Linked DNA regions of Zea mays: all the other regions are linked to region 4. The links are chromatin contacts, called in public Hi-C maps. All regions are on one chromosome and are shown on one strand. Each heading gives the region's core, a stretch centred on a gene start, on an enhancer-like site or on the middle of the called end of the contact. The rest is flanking DNA. Distances are from core to core; before and after follow the strand shown. Region 1 has its middle 27 kb from the start of LOC100216802. Region 2 holds the start of LOC100216802. Region 3 holds the start of LOC100273810. Region 4 holds the start of LOC100194236.

Region 1 (2,700 bases), core at 89-2,588, 220 kb after region 4:
TGCCGCACATATCTTTCCTAAATTTATGCGCATGCATTGGATCGTGTTTGACTCATGCATGCATTCCTTTTTTTGCGCTAACAGACGTGGGGCAGGTGGCGCACCCGACAGCCTATTTGGGCGCGCTGGTTGAACCAGTTTGAAGGGGTGGTCGGCCTGGGCTTCCTTTAACTATTGGAAGCTCAGGGCTCCCGTTATACCTACCCTATATATATATATATATATATATATATATATATATATATATATATATATATATATATATATATATATATATATATATATATATATATATATATATATATATATATATATCTTCCACAAGCTATCAGTATATTTAGAGCGATAAACTGGAATAAAACTGAATCAAGTAATTGCTTTCGTATATTCAAATACGCTGGTTCGGCACCTCGCCATCATCGTGGGCGTGGCGCCCCGCGCCATCATTCACGTCATGGGCATCTGGTGAAAGTGAAACCGACGACGCCACGCCACGGATTCGTATGAGACTGCCCGCGACGCCGCACCTACCAACCTAACCGACCTTGTTGAATTCGGCGGCCCAGTCTCGATCAATCAGCCTCTGCGCTGAGCGTTTCTCGTGAGACTCTTTGAGCGGAGGAGCTGCTGTGCCTGCGCTCCCCGACTCTGCTTCGACGGCACATTGGCCTCCACAGAAACATGGGTAGCTAGCTAGCTTCATGAAGAGTAGCATCTCCTGCGCCTGCCTGCCTGCCATACCTTGTAAGCCTAGTCTCCTGCACCACACGGCCACACCACACCAGCTCATCCCTGCACAATTCTTTAATCTCTCTGTCCCTCTTTAACGAAGAGTACCATCTACAGCTACTGTTCCAGCACGCAGCTTCTTGACTGCATGCCACCGTTCATCCGCGCGCGCGAGCGTCACGCCGCACAGACGTCCTTTCCCCCCGGTTCCCTTGCAGTTAAAGCGATGCTAGCTCCAGTTTTAACCTTTGCAGCCTGGCAGAAGAAAGCTTTAATTTCCTAACAGCGCGGAGAATTTCTTCTGTTCAGAACGTACGAAGCACACACTAACCCCAGACACCATTCACCTTTACAGCTCGGAAGCAATTTAAAGAGTCTCTGCTAGTCTGCGACGGCACAGGATGCATGCGTTGGCTTGGCTGGCGCATCGCCCAGCCCACCACTACCAGTAAGTACCCTACCGGCTCTTTCTCTCCGTAGGTTTTCGGACAGAGAGGAGGAGGCTCCGTGCTGCGATCTGCAGTTTTAACCGGCCTCCCGGGACACTGCAAGTCTCTGCTCCGAAGACTAGGGGCCGGCCGGGTGCCCGGGTGGGCAGAAAGCCTGGAAACCACCCAGCACGACACGTGACGGATGCCGACTGTTGAGCATGCACAGATCGGTGCTAGCCTAGCTGCTGCTAGCTCTCAGATCTCTCGTCCTCGCCTTCGCTTCTCTTTCTGATCTCCTTGGAATTGGAACCCATGCATGCAGAGCTCCAGCCGCAAAGCTTGTGACCGACAGCGCGCGTGGCCGGTTCCGTGCCTTCGCGGCAAGCTAGGCAGATCGACTGCAGCCATGCATCGTATATTATATACTTATAAAGCAGCAGAACATTATCATATATACAGAAAGAGAAGAAGAGGGAGGAGGAGGAAGACAAAGTTTTTTCCCCCTTGTCTCTTCATCTCTCAGGCTATATTCCCATGCATCCAATCCCACAGGCACCGAAGCAGATCGACGAGAGCAGGCGCGGCCGGTAGCTCATGCTTCCCAGCCATCGCCGCGTCTTAGGTTCCGATACCAGTGTCCTAGCTACGTGGTAAGTCACTGATGCTAGTAGTGCTACGACGACCGACGACGACGTTGGCAGAAGGCATCTGCATGACGACGCTTTCGCTTTCCAGCATCACAAAGGCTGCGTGCGTGCGTGCGTCGATTCGGCCTCCATTTGCGAGGTGACCAGCCGCTCGCCAAGCGGAAGCAACAGTAACATGCCACCTTCTCGACCCGAGTGTGGCAGAGCAGAGTAGAGTGGGGCAGGAAAAAAAAGAAAGGAGCAGTGATCGATGCGGCTCACTCTCAACTTTCGCGAAAGAACCGTGAGGGCCTCTTTCCTTTGTCCCGGCCCCTTTGGTGAAAGGGATCATCTTAATCTAGGTCGTAGCAGAAACGGGAAAAGAGACCCCACCCTTGCATTGGCGCTCACGCTTTCTTTACTTCAGTGCTTGTTACTGCCACTGTAAATTTCTCTACGCTTGCCAATCGACTTCATCTTCTCTTTCTGGAGATTCGCTGACCGTCAAGCCCGAGAAATCGCCCACCGGTGTGATTTTGAGGTTCGAACCACCAAAAAGCGTATCTAGTACGCTCCCTCCATAATCTAGACACGTGCCACCGTTGATCCTTGGTCGTCTGATTACCAAGGCCTCTAGTGTCTTCGATTGATTGATTTAGTCGGTTCTCGTCTTGGCTCCGTCAATACGGTCTTCTCCTCAATGTACTTTTGCACTTATCGACGTTCTAAGGTGCCATGTCTAGTCCTCCTGCTTCTCTGATTGCTCAATCCAAGCCACACGTTTGTCCTTTACCACTCACAGCTACATCCTCACAAATTTGCGTGGCCTTTATCTTTATTGTTGACCATCGTCTCTGTGCTCTACATCAATAGACATGTTACGCACACCATAATTCACACTAAAGTTAGTCGAT
Region 2 (2,700 bases), core at 193-2,692, 200 kb after region 4:
ATCAAGACTGAAGCATATCAATAGATTCAGGCGAGAGTCGTCAGCCTTGGTAATTTAGCAACCGGATAGCCTCCTCGAGAGCTAGCTGACATGGTTGTGCAGTCACCTTGTAGCACTAACAGCTATTGCAGCAGGATGGCCAGCTTATCTGTAAAACTCTCTTCTAGCTTAATACAATGATACACAATGCTCTTGCCTATTCGAGATAGCAAAGAGAAACCAAAGGAACTTAACAATGCCGGATGGAAATCCTAACTGATATACATTTAACTCATAAAGTCCATGCGATTTTTTTAGCAGCGTTGTAACTTCAGAGGGTTTAAACTCCAATTCCCACTGGAATGTACCCTGATATACTACTTCTCGATTCAGAAACTTATGACCGAATAAGAACAATAAATATATGTCAGCCTAGCACACTCATGTTGGCGATGAACACTCCAAAGCTATAGGGGTATATATAGATTCCTAGTCTCAATTGTAGTCTAACAAACGATATCAAATTAATCAAATTGGTCAGATTAAAAATATACAGATAATTACTCTTAAGCATATAGGCAAATTTAAATTGATCAGATTATATGAGATAACAAGCGAACCAGAATCAGCATTTCACTTGTATGTCACACTTAACATAATAACATGTCATCCATCGGGTTAGGCTAGCAAGGTAAAATGGTGAAACATAACATCTAGATTCCAAACACCTGAAACCTACTTGAGCACACTACAATGCTGGATTGTCATAGGTCAGGGCCAATGGAGTCAAGTGAACAGTGATTGCAGCTATAGATGGCCAATAAACATGAGGCCCGCGAGCCCGGCACGCAGCCCGCTATTTGGGCCTGATCCGAGCCCGGCCCAACTCTATGCGGGCCTGTGCCTAGCCCAGCACGACCCGTTTCTAAACGGGCTAAGACTCGGCCCGTTTAATAAGACAAATATTACAAAAATAGCTTTATCTTCTATTTACGGTCTATCATTTATTTGTGAAATGTGTATTATTTGAAACATACATATTATTGTATTTAATTATATCCTTCCATTATGATTTATAAATGTGTTATTTTTTTAATGGTGATCTAATTTTAAATTTGATTTATGCGTTCACGAGCTCAGGTCGACACCGTGTTCATTTTCGGGCCGGACTTACCGCCTTCGCCTTGCGGGGATGGGTTCACGGAGTCGGTAATCAGATTCCAATAAAACTAAGGAGCCGGGGACCTATACCGCAATGGGATCGAATGCTACCTGTCTATCTCCACGGGAAGCGAAGGCAGGGAAGGAGTCTTACGTTGAAGATGAGGCCCTTGTTGGTGGGGGAGCCGAAGGAGAGCCCACCGCGGAAATGGACACACCACAGCAGCACGAGCACCGCCGCGGAGGCCGCAAGCAAGCGCGCCGCCTTCGCGGGCGCCGGCACGGCCATCCCTCAGGCGTTGGAGAGGGATCGGAGCTCGGAAAGCCTCGACCTGGCCCCCTTGTCAATGTCAACGGACTCGAGATAGTCAACACCGTGTCCTTGTCTGGGACCCGCGGAGAGGACGACGAGGTATATGGGCCTCGGCCTAAAAACAGCCGCATTCATATTGAGCATCAGACTAAAGTGGGCCTAAATGGTTCTAATTGACCCCTCTTAAAAACGTTGTGTCTTTTTTTTCCTCTTATAAGGACTAGTTTGGGAACCACAATTTCACAAGGGTTTTTCGTTTTTCCAAGAGAAATGTCAAAATGTTTCCCCCGCAGTACGATTTTGGTGCCTTTGAAACGACTTCAGTCTGCACAGCATAAAAACATCACTAGTTGTCAGTGTGTGCTAGCGAACGCATGTTATATTAGTTAGGGATACATACAAAGTCTTATGTCTTATACTCCCTCCATTCTTTTTTATTTATCATGTTTTAGTTTAAAAATGAACTAACGGACGACAAATATTCGAGAACGGAGGTAGTAATACATTTACATAGTATGATTATATATATCCAAAGGTTTATTTACATTCAAAATATTAAAGAGTGGACCAACAGGTGTAAGGTGGTTAAAGTTTTAGAATTATAATGCATACAAAATTATTTAAGAACTAATTGTAGCATGTTAAGATTCTAAAGTTTTTTTGGGAGGGGGAGACTTAACTATATATATGCTCATGCTAAGGAAGATATAAATCCCTTACCTTCTGTTCTTTTAAGAGGAGATTAGCGAAGGCACTTCAAGTTGCCTCTTTCCTAGTAGAAGGAAATCATTTCACATGTCTCTAAGTTATCGAAGGTGTGCATGAGATAGATTACCTTCTGGTCTTCAAAGAAGAGATCATGAGGGCACTTCAAGTTCCTTTGTACCCTTATATTCCTTCCTAGTAAAGAATGAAAAAATTAGAAGAAAGGATGAAGGAGAACTATATAGAGAATTGGGTTCCCTATTTCTTTGGCCACATAGAAAAATGGAGATGCTTTCATTGGTGCGGTGGAATGGGAAGAGGAACCCCATTCAAGGTTTCACTAAATCCTAAAGAATATATATTGTCAATGTGGTGTCATGTTATATGATCGTTATGCGTGAAACGGTATATAACTGCATGGTGTTTGGTGATCATCTAAATGTTCAACACATATTAGCTAAATAATTGTGCACCTACATATTCTAAAATTTAGGACAAAGGAATTTATGTTAGCAAAATCGACAGACAAAACGAAGTAGATC
Region 3 (2,700 bases), core at 166-2,665, 210 kb before region 4:
AAAATAAAAGGGTATTTGTTGGTTTTAAATATTAGTAATTGCTACGGAGTAGCATAATTTATATTGAGCGCATCCAGTTTTTATTGATGCCTGACTTTAGCAATCACTCCATATTTTGATCTATCTTTTTTATAAGTTTGAGTTCATGTGACTTATTTTAGAAATTTGAGCTCACAAACTTTCTCTTATTTGGTCTCTGTATGGTGGAATTATGTCATTTTATAATCTCTATTAGTTCAGTCAGACGTTGTGAACTCTCTTCTAATCGCTCACTTCATTGGTCGTGTTGTACCAAGACATATTGGATGGAGTAAATAATAACATCAGTTAGCCAAATAAAAAAATATTATACGGAGAGCGGAGACAATCAATAAAAAATATTGATTTTTTTGTGAATAATTTATATATGTATTGTTGTAAGCCGTCGCAACGCACGGACAACCGACTAGTACTATAAATGTTTGACTGAGAATAGACTTACTAAAAACATATTTGTCGTAATTAATCTAATAGTATTTATTTGGTATGATAAATGTTTTTTTCATATTTGGTTGAATAAATTAATAACTGTTTGACTACTTGAGAGGTAAGAATTACATGAAAGCAATAACGTAGGGGCATATCCGATGCTTAGCGTCCTTGGAAAATCAGAGCGGACCGCTTCAGGGGGAATTGAAAGTAAATTATGCACTGGGGAGGAGAGAAGGATGCCAGTGCATGTGTTGTCATCGTCCCTCATCGTTGATGACCACTAATGGAGTGAAAGCGAATGTATCAGCAAGATGGAAGGCAACAGTAACACCATGGAGACACAGATCTGAGAAATTTGAGTTTGGCGTAGAGGATGATGGGAACGACTGTTTCGTGACAGTTCTTGCTCGAAGATGAGCAGGAATGGAGTGGGTGTGCACGGAGGAAGAAGCTGGATGGAACCAAACCCTAATACCGAGGACATACGTTTCGAAGAATGCTCTATCCGTCTTTGGTCATCGATGAACAGAAATGGAATCGGAGTGCGTGAAGCAAGAGGCTAGACGGAAAAATCCCAACACCGAAGACACACAGTTAGAAGAGTTACCTGTGTCAATCAGCGGCACGACGACTCGACGAGGATTGGGCGCGCGGAAGAGAGCAGACGCACAGCGGGTCGTCGAACTCGCGGAGGAGGAAGGCACACGACGCGGGGACCGTCGGTACCAGCGCCGTCGCTGACGGGGACGGCGACACTTCTCCTTTTCTCCCCTTATCGATGGCGCGACCTTTTGCTGGAAGTTTCCCGTGGCGTGGGGAGGAGCGGGGACGCGCTGGTTCGTTGATTTGGAGGGCCGAGGGGATGCGGGCCGCTACCAAGATGGCCGCCGCGGACGGAGAAGACGGCGCACCAATTGCCCGTCGGTGTGGATGCAAGGAGAATAGATTAACGGGGCTTCCTCTGCAGGTTTCAGCTCTAGGGCTCCTCTAAGAAAAAGTCCGTCTTTTTTTCGGGAGGAGGTTTAGATAGAGCACATATTTAGTTGAAAATTAGTTACCGTGTGATGCGACGGCTCACAACAATACTCACGTAAATTATCTACCAAAAAATCTCAAATTTTTTTATTGATTGTCTCTGCTTTCTGCATAATATTTTTTTGATTTGACTAATTGGTGTTGTTTACTTTATCCAATATGTCTAGTCACAACACGACCAATAAATACAGCGATTAGAAGAGAGTTCACAACGAATGGCTGAACGAACAGAGATTATATAATGACATAATTCCACCATATAGAGACTAAATAAAAGGAAGTTTGTGAGCTCAAGTTTCTAAAATAAGTCAAATGAACTCAAACTTATAAAAAAGATAGATCAAAATATAGAGTGGTTGCTAAAGTCATGCATCAATAAAAACTAGATGCGCTCTATACAAATTATGGTACTTTGTAGCAATTACTAACGTTTAAAACCAACAAATAACACTTCCTTTAACTGTTAGCGTGACAAATCATTACTGCTTCATCCAATTCAGCAACCTCAAACACCATGAAGTTCATTGTGCCAATGTGATTTCAGAAACGACCTAATGCATGCAATAGCCAAAAACACAAGGGACGAGCATGTACCCACGTCAACGAATGTCGGTCGGCTCGCGGCTGCGACGGTGGGCGGGGGCAGCAGGTTGGGGAGGAAGAACAGGACGAAGGGCGGAAAGACGAACGGGACGTCCGATGACGGCGAAAACGATGGTGGGCGTGTGCTGTGAAACGTCCTCGTGGACGTGCAATAGCCACTGCGCGGTTTGGTGTCGAGGCTGGTGTCGGACGAATACGAGGAGGAGGTGCCTCGTCCCACGCCCTCTACCGAGATTGGGGTGGCGCAGAGGCGGAGGCATGAGGAGAGAGAAAAGAAGCAGGATGACGAACGAGGTGACGCCAACTCAGGCGAGAACCTTCATCGTCGTGCGGAGGTATAGATGGTCAAATGAGTCGTATCTGGGGGACCAGCCCGAGCCACGACCCATTTAAAAGTGCATGGGCCAGCTCAGCGCGAGCGTCGTGCCGTGCTTGGGCCGTAGCCTTAGCCCGTAGTGCTGACCCAGCCCAGCACGATTATATATTTTTATTTTACAAAAATCGTATATATATACACATAATTTATATTCAATATTAAAAATACGTGAGCATGATGTTCTACTGGTTATATGGCTTCACCCAGTGTCGCCC
Region 4 (2,700 bases), core at 83-2,582:
CCTAGCCCCAGGAACAGTATGGCCACTTCCGGAGTTTGTTATGATAAACCTGCAGCAGTAGAAAACCAAGAATGAGTTCCTCACAGCTACAAACAAACTGCTGAAAAAAGGTTATTAAGGGGTTAGTTCAAAATTTGTTGCATTATATAATCTGGGCAGATTATAATCCCAAACAAACACCCCTAAGTCAGACAGTTAATTGAGAACCAGGACTTGGGAGTAATAACTCCAAAGTCCAAAATGGTACACCATCATTGCTACAAAGTGATCAGCTACAAAGGCCGTGGTGCCAATGCCATCGCGGCACAAGTTATTAAGCGGCGGGACTTACGCGAGCACCGTGAACACCATGATTGCCACCAAGACCACGAACAGCATGATCAGATACTAGGCACCCACACGTCAAGGCAACAGATGGCACTCCAAAAAGTACCAAGGAACCAAAGCGATTAAAGCTTCACTCAACCGGTTAATTGGAGGAGGAAGGATACTGTCCAGAGCAAGCAGGAGATGTTCTTCCAGGCACCAAGGAATCCGACGAGCGATCTGCAGCACAGATCGTCAGTGAGGCAGAGAGGTTAAAGCGGGGAGCGTGACAGTTCGCCGAGGTCATAATGATGCCACGGGACGGTGACGCGCACATGAGGAAGATCACTCCACCGAGGGCGATGACGGGGACGGTCAAGGTCCGCCTGCACTCGTCGTCGTGGGTGCTCATCCAGAACCCGAAGCCCACCACCAGTAGCGCCAGTATCTGTCCCAGGAACAGCGGCGCGAGAAAGTAACACCGACAAGTTATTTGCCACGAAACTACTAGTAAGCAGAGCAGAGATAGGGTGTAGTAAAATGGTGGGGGGAAGTGTACTTCAGCAAACAGCAATCAGCCGCCGGGACAGCAGGAATCGAGAATCAGCCTCGAGCGAGGCCGAACGAAAGCAGGACGGCTCCTCCGATTGGAGAAGGGAGAAGGGAGAGCAAGGAAGGATGGAGGTGGGCCGGGCTGAGACTGACCATGGTGAAGAAGTTGATCCACCTGATGACGAACGCGCTGGTGCTGCCCATCCTCGCTGCGTCCCCAAGCAACCGGATTGCTGCGCCGGCTCTCACGGGGCGGCGGCGGCGGCGGCAGCGGCTGGGAGACGAGGGCACCGGTGGAGACGGAGACTGAAGGCGGCGGCGGCGGCGGCAGCGGCAGCGGCAGTGGCTTGCGCAGAGTGTGGGACGGTTCGCGTGCGAGCTTAAAGGCAACGGTCGGAGACATCTACTAGCTAGCCAGGCACGAGCTCAGATCAGTCGCGGGGCTCGCGGCTGGAAACCTGCTCGCGCCGTCACCGAGTGTAGACGGTGACATGCGGGGTCTCTGCGTGCGGGCCCGCGGTGTCGGTGGGGAGAGGGAGGTCGACCGACCGGGGTGGCGTCGGCTGCTCAAGCCTTGTTGGACTCGGACTCGGGAGCGGTGCGAGCTGCAGAAGCTGGCAGCGGTGAGCGGCGGGCCGGGTGGAGACCGAGGGAAAAGAGGGCAAAGGGGCGTCCCGTTTGGGTCGGTTTGAACGTGGTAGGCGCGGTCGCGTCGTGCCGCTCTGCTCGAACCACCACCGTTCACGAGCGCGTTTGTTGCCGTTTCGCAGAGGGCTGGGGGGACGTGTAAATAAGGTACCGTGGGGGCGGGGTACGAACATCTTCATCTGTCACCAACAGAGCTGCGCCCTGCGTGGCTCCATCAGGGGCGCACGGACAGTGATCACATAATCGATCAATTCATGGCGATAGTAGGAATCTTCACTTTCTATATTATGGATCCTAGACTCCTTCATTTTTCTTCGCACGTAATCACACAATACTAGAATTATCCCCATAGTCAGATTCTCACAAAATCTCATCAAAAGAAAGGTTCCAAACATGCCCTATGAATAAGGCAAAATTTAGGAACAAGAAGCACCTCATCCTCTCTTCCAACATGTTCGATTGGATTTAATCTGTATCAACTTCTACTCATTCTACAGCATTTTTGTCTCTATTATTGCAGCTGAAGCAATCCAAACAGCATACTTTAATTCGAAACGAACAACCCTCCTAATTAACTTAAACATAGATGAGTCAAAATTTGGGAGAGTTTGACTGGAGTTGCTCTAAAACCCCAACATCTAAAGGGTTTGGATGTGAAAGTTTAAATCATGGTTGTTGGCTCTAAACACACATTCACATCCACCTAACCTAGTCAACACAACACACATATTTTCTTATTTTTTATACTCTATACTCAAACATAATATAGATAGTTTATGAAAAAATAGTGAAAAAACAAAAATAGATCGTGTTAGGCCTAACCCAATATGCCGCACCTAAGGCTCACGGTGACCGAGCCAGATCAACATGAGCTCAATGGGCAACGAGCTGGGTTAAATCGTGCCAAGCCATAAGCTAGCTACCCAACAAACCAAGTCCATTTGAGCATATATATACCGATAACATAATTGTCAGATCATCGACTAAAATACAGGATAAATTTTTTATTTGTTAAATTTAGAATTAGTTAAATTCAAGATTGTTGTTGTTTGATTGAAGAGTGGAGGGGTCACCGACGCAAGAACCCATCATGGTGTTGCCGTCCGCACAAGCCTGAAGTCACGAAGACCCTACTGACACTATCCTCACAAGCCAGACCTTTGTTTGTTCAGTCTAGTGCCATCAAATCGGAGA

The links. Hi-C and Micro-C count contacts between places; a contact is called where the count stands out from the background.
Region 1: a contact with region 4 is called in a Hi-C map of ear, with 2.4 times the contacts expected there. The contact joins the enhancer-like site here to the promoter of LOC100194236 in region 4. A contact is called at or near these places in 4 of 25 Hi-C or Micro-C datasets (ear, endosperm, leaf and 1 more).
Region 2: a Hi-C map of ear shows a contact between it and region 4, with 2.1 times the contacts expected there. The contact joins the promoter of LOC100216802 here to the promoter of LOC100194236 in region 4. A contact is called at or near these places in 7 of 25 Hi-C or Micro-C datasets (bundle sheath, ear, endosperm and 2 more).
Region 3: a contact with region 4 is called in a Hi-C map of leaf, with 8 times the contacts expected there. The contact joins the promoter of LOC100273810 here to the promoter of LOC100194236 in region 4. A contact is called at or near these places in 2 of 25 Hi-C or Micro-C datasets (leaf and tassel).

Annotation. Positions count from the first base shown.
Region 1 is chr1:231,193,824-231,196,523 of Zm-B73-REFERENCE-NAM-5.0, reverse strand. No RefSeq gene overlaps it. Among protein-coding and RNA genes, the nearest start is that of LOC100216802, 27 kb to the left of the region's middle. Within about 2 kb of position 1,338, at least 17 of the 20 cell types and tissues checked have an H3K27ac peak or open chromatin away from gene starts, as enhancers often do. A contact at or near this core is called in ear and leaf, where this site is marked.
Region 2 is chr1:231,220,839-231,223,538 of Zm-B73-REFERENCE-NAM-5.0, reverse strand. LOC100216802 reads right to left here and starts at 1,442. Exons shown (of 4, transcript NM_001143201.1): 1 at 1,295-1,442. The coding sequence starts at 1,429.
Region 3 is chr1:231,626,556-231,629,255 of Zm-B73-REFERENCE-NAM-5.0, reverse strand. It overlaps LOC100273810, which reads right to left and starts at 1,415. Exons shown (of 4, transcript NM_001148211.1): 1 at 1,079-1,415.
Region 4 is chr1:231,416,071-231,418,770 of Zm-B73-REFERENCE-NAM-5.0, reverse strand. It overlaps LOC100194236, which reads right to left and starts at 1,332. Exons shown (of 11, transcript NM_001367049.1): 1 at 1,012-1,332; 2 at 642-754; 3 at 492-546; 4 at 332-387; 5 at 2-49. The coding sequence starts at 1,062.